Linked DNA regions of Muntiacus reevesi: region 1 is linked to region 2. Evidence: chromatin contacts called from public Hi-C data. All regions are on one chromosome and are shown on one strand. Each heading gives the region's core, a stretch centred on a gene start, on an enhancer-like site or on the middle of the called end of the contact. The rest is flanking DNA. Distances are from core to core; before and after follow the strand shown.

Region 1 (2,700 bases), core at 188-2,687, 230 kb before region 2:
CAGCAAATGACTAAATTCAGAAGGTCTGAAATCCTGTTAAGTGTGACCTCTGCATTAATATTAATGCCACAATGAGCTACTAAAGTTAGTGTCTGTAAGTTCATTGAGAGAATGGACAATGCCCATTCTTGTCTCCCTAACAATAAGCTCAGCACCTGACACATGAAAAGTTTTCAAGAAAGGTTGAATGGCTATATATTTATATGGTTTGAATGAGTCCAGTTTACAAAATGTGAATACCTGTCTCCTGCCAAAAACAGTGCTGTTCTGTCCTAAATCCTTATCGTTTCGGCAAGATGACCGAATTGCAAATATTGCCCAATAGGATTAGTTTCTAGAAGTTGAGAAACTTCCATATTTTAAGAGTAGTCAAGTGGCAACTTGTAGTCTGCGGGTAACACATACTCCAGGCTTCAACTTACACAAATCTATTTAATGGAGGTGGTCGGCGGGATGTTCCACAATGATTAATTAGTCCAGGGGCCTGTCAACACTTAGGTGGAGAAGAAGCCACCATCATTCTTTCGGGAGTACCCTCCATTGGTGGCTGCAGTGTGAGGGGACACTGTGGAGAAAAGAAGAAGGAATGGGCTGTGAATTTAAGATCTGTTGCCTTTTCTGGGAATTTGTCACCCATACTTTCACAGGGACCATGAAGAAGGTTCCAACAGCTAGGGAAGCACAGAAGACTGATGGGAGGTTAGCTATAGGTCTTTCCCCAGGTTTCTGTCCTTTGCTGAAAATTCTTGTCCATTAGACCTAAGGCTAAGGCAGAGGCTCTGAAACTGAATTCATTTCCTAGCTCTACAGTCAGCATGTCCGCTGGCATTAGCCTGATATGTGCCAGACTCAGTTATCCCTCATATTCCCTAATAGCCAGCCACCTCAGCTCCGTGATTCCTGTGTCCATTTAGAAAAACTTTAGCACCACCCATCTTCCTCCCATTCCTCAGTCTTCTAACCCTTACCTATGGATCCCTGTATGCTGTGAATAGACTCCTTCTTAGGGTTGATCCAATGTCTGATGTTAGCTCTGGAAGTGATCGGGGGTGGTTGGGGAGCAGGTAAAAATTCTCCAGGGAATTGGGTCTTGATTCTGGAAGATGTGGGAAGAACAGGGGAGAATGAAATCAAGAGAAGAAGGTAAGGAGGGAAGGAGTTGCATGCAACCTCAAAAATATAGCAACCAAAGGCCCTTTCTGGGCTCTCAAATTAACCAAATTTTTATTATATGGATGAGCCCAATTTTGGAAGATCTCCATTTTAGAAAAAAAAAAAAACACAGAAATTGTATTACAGAAGTAAAAAAAATGCAAAAATCTATACAAACAGGAACCTATTGATTATTTCCCAGGTGACAGTTTACCTTACTTGATTGGATGGCATTGCTCTTAGGGTGAGGCTCTGCTTCCACCACTTACCTGCGGGTATCCTGGATGGTCTCCTGGTGTGTGAGTATCTCACTTTTGTTCTTGAATGTCCCTGTGTGGTGGTTGTACAAGGCTGCTAAGCGGAAATCCAGGTCATCCTTCGGTATCTACAGAGGAGGCCAACCCCCTCAGGGTTAACTTCCCACCTGTGCACCCATTCTAGTCGGGTTCTATTGGGCTCTACTCTTCTCCCAAAGCAGAGTGAACCCTTTTTGGGCCTGAGACCCACCAGCTCTTTACACACCAAATTACTGTACATGATGACTTCTTAAATCTTGTCCATATAGAATTGTTTCGTGGTTAAGTCTAAGGAGTGGGAAGCTCTCCTGGAGACATGGGAACCACTTGAGCTTAATGGGCCTTACCTCATTCATGGTTATAATGAAAAGTCTAATGAGAGAATGATTTGCTCCAAATAATTAACTGCAGCAAAACTCAAGCCTTTTGCCTTCCCATACCCCTGATAAAGTTGGTATTTGGTTTTAGATTTGATAGGATCTTGGATTGGGGGCAAGATAAAGCTGCTAAAGCAGTCAGGGACAGACTGCCTTTCAAAAAGGATAGTCATTAATCCTAAGTGGATATAATGAGAAACAGCATTTCAATGCTAGGTACCTCTGAATAAAAAAACAAAACATCCCGTTTCATGGAGGTAATTGTGGGAGTTGAGCTGAGTCGACACCAGGGTTCTTGTTGCTGAGCAAGGTGAGTTGGGTTCCTACACGGCAGTTTCTGCAAAAGAGAAACCACACCCACGCCTGGTTACCGAAGGCCTTGCTGATGTGGTAGCATCAGTGACATCCATCCCCTCCTGCCATTCCATTTTAATTGAATCGAGACATCTAAATGAGAAGGATGATATGGGGCAAGCCTCCCAGCCTTTTGACTCTCCTAAGTTTTCTCTTAGAACTGACAGAAATGAGCCAGGAAGACAGGGAAGGGGGTGAAGTGGGACATGAAGTGAAGGATGGGGAGCAGACAGGCAAAATGAGCTCAGGTGCAGAAGTCCTGAGTTTGAGGAAGAGGTAAGATATTCTAACGCAATATGCAGTTGTTGGAGTAACAGCTGAAGCCTCCCAAAAAGAATCTGACCAAAAAGGAAGAGGTGGTTCATGAGGACTGCACAATATTATAATGGGGTTGGTTGGGGGCAGTCAGAGACAAGAGAATCGGGAGAGGAGAATCAGGAGAGAACAGTGTCTAGACAGGTGAGAAAAAAATTTCGGTAAGCAAGGAAGGGTCATTGTTGCTGCAGGAATGTCAAAAAGTT
Region 2 (2,700 bases), core at 41-2,540:
GGAAGAGATATAACAGAGAAAATGCACTGAACTGAAAAGACATTATGCAACAAATAAATCGTTAATTCTAGAAAAAATACGAGGAAGATGCCCAGGTTGCACTAGAGCAAGTAGCCAGGACACTGACTACTGTCAATCCAGTAGTGTGGAAAGGTTTGAGCTGCTTGTCCCCAGAGACAGAACTGTCACAATTTCTAAAGTTTTCGCCTAAGACCTGGCTCAAAGGAGAATCTCTGCAGTGTTTCTTCACCGTCGAAAACCATTGTTATAACAGTATGGAGACATCCTGGTTAGAGTCCAATACCAAGACAGAAGACTAAATTGAAGGCGTAAGACAGATCACATACTGTAATCCCACGGACAACCTTGTTCCTTTAGCTATTAAAATACACACAGAAACCTAGTTACTGCTTTGGTACTTCTGAACACCCGCGACCAACCCTGAAAGTTCTGACCCCACGAAGACACACCTTTGCTTCTGCGCAGCCCCAACTTCTCCAACCACTTAAGAGGTAATTAACTCCTGCAGCTTCCTGGTGCGGGATAGCGTTACTCGATCCTAATTATTCATACAGACAGAAAACAACAACGCTCGACAGATTTTGACAACTTAAAAAAAAAAAAAAGAATGCTGTGAAAGTCTAAGCCGGCCTCCGCTGTGACGAAACACAGCCGCCTGGGCCGCGACAACCGAGGGTCGCTCGCCCGGCCCGACTCGGCCCTCCTGCAGCCGCAGTTTCGGGGCCGCGGCCCGGTGAGCGCGGGCGCCGCGCGGCCGGGGGGGGGTCTCTTCCTCGGGGACGCGAGGCGCGCGGACAGAGAAAGAGGGGCCGGTTGCGCGGGCCTGGCGGGCGGGCCTCCGGGGGCACGAGGGCCGGTGTCTCGCAGTCCGGGAGGTGGCCGGACCTGGCGCCCGCTCACCTGGTGTGTGTTGTTAGCCAGCCTGCTCACGAAGTCCTGGACCCCGCCGCAGTCTTCGTCCTCGCCGGGCGCGCTGCGGCGCCAACGGCCGCCGCGGGGAGCCGGGCCCCCGGGCGCGGCCGCGCGCAGCCCCCAGCTCACCCCGACGGGGCCGGACCAGCGCGACAGCGGCGCAGCGGGCGGCGGCGGCGCGTCCAGCCGGTCCTGGCCGAGGGTCGCCGACGGCAGCAGCTGGAGGAGGAAGAGGAGAAGGCCGAGGCCGTGGGGCCAGCGCGAGAGGCTGTCGGCAGCTCCCCCGGGCCGCTCCATCGCCGCCGAATGCCTACGCCGCGGACACCTGCAGCCGGGCGCTCCCGCCCACCCCCGCCGGCGCCGCGCCACACCCCCGAGCCCGAGCCCGGCGCTCCTTGGATACGCGGAGCCGGGCCTCTCCGCCCCCATAGGCTGGCCGCTTGTCCTTCTTCCCCAGCCCACTGCTCATTGGCTCGCGTCGCCTCCGGCTTCGGGGGTCCTGGATTCGGATGCCAAGATGCGGGACTGATTGGCTGGAACGTGGCAGAGACGGTTGAGGTCATCCCCCGCTCTCCCCGCGTCTCCAAGGCCGGGCTTCCAGAGTTAAGAGGCGCTTCTTTCCTTCACAAGAATCCCCCCCCCGCTCCGTGACGCCCCGACTCCCCAGTACTCTCTCTGGCACCCTCAAGTTGGGCTGGGTTGGTCCCCTCTTCTCCCCCAGAGACACCCCTAAAATTCCTTTGGGTTGCCGCAGCGCCTGAAAATTTTTCTCAGGGAATCCCTGAGCTCGCTCATCTGGAAAAGGGGGCTCCTTCACGAACCGGTGCTTCTGGTTTTTAACCCCCGCACTTTGGAGCGCCCATTGTCTACTGCAGCAGCCGCCTTGCTGACAGAAGTGAATGCGAACTGTGTGGGCTGAATCTTGTGAGGCACATAGACATCAGGACATCCGTGACTCACGCAAGCCTGGTGAAATCGCTTCTCACTCACTTTTCTTTTAGGCAGGGAGTTAGGCCAAAACAGGAATTGCTTATTGGTTTTCCTGGGGTTAGAAAGTAGCTTAGACGTTAGGGGCAGGTAAAAGGGTGCAATGCAGGTAAAAGGGTGCAATATAATTGCCCAGTGCCTACTTTAGACATTATTGCGTAAATGCACATTTATCTTTATCAAAGTACTTTAACCCTTCAGTGAGTGCAAGGCACAAGTTTGATTTTCAATATATGATATCCCCTAATTTAGCATCCTGCCTCCAATAAATAAAACAAAATCCCTACACTGTTGCCTTTATCGCAGAAACTGCATACATAACTTTATTCTGGAACATGCAGTGCAGGTAAAACCAGTTCTGGATTTTCTCCTTACTGACTTCATCCCTTCAGAATGCCAGAAGTTGTTCTGTAAAATAGGGAACAAATAGACACAAAATATTACACCCTAATAAAGTCACTAAAAATTACTTTTAACACTTACTGCAGGTAAACCCAAATGATAATATATATATACAAAATATTACACCCAAATAAAGTCACTAAAAATTACTTTTAACACTTACTGCAGGTAAACCCAAATGATAATATATTTATTGTAGAGCAAAATGAATGGTTCAGTGCCCCCAATCCTAGTGTTACATTAAAATCCTCTAGTCACATTAATTTGCAAACAAAAATTTACTGTTTTAATGTTTACAAATTTACATTTTGCCAGAACAACCATGGTAAGGTGTGACAAGTGAAAACATAATTTTGAAAGGTAAAATCACTGGAATAG

The links. Hi-C and Micro-C count contacts between places; a contact is called where the count stands out from the background.
Region 1: a Hi-C map of muscle shows a contact between it and region 2, with 5 times the contacts expected there. The contact joins the promoter of ELAPOR1 here to the promoter of SORT1 in region 2. A contact is called at or near these places in 2 of 3 Hi-C or Micro-C datasets (blood and muscle).

What each region holds. Positions count from the first base shown.
Region 1 is chr1:96,279,030-96,281,729 of mMunRee1.1, reverse strand. It overlaps ELAPOR1 (endosome-lysosome associated apoptosis and autophagy regulator 1), which reads left to right and starts at 1,437. Exons shown (of 23, transcript XM_065927495.1): 1 at 1,437-1,451. It overlaps CFAP276 (cilia and flagella associated protein 276), which reads right to left. Exons shown (of 5, transcript XM_065927514.1): 2 at 2,046-2,162; 3 at 1,422-1,537; 4 at 969-1,096; 5 at 451-565. The coding sequence ends at 495.
Region 2 is chr1:96,046,409-96,049,108 of mMunRee1.1, reverse strand. It overlaps SORT1 (sortilin 1), which reads right to left and starts at 1,290. Exons shown (of 20, transcript XM_065907533.1): 1 at 922-1,290. The coding sequence starts at 1,230.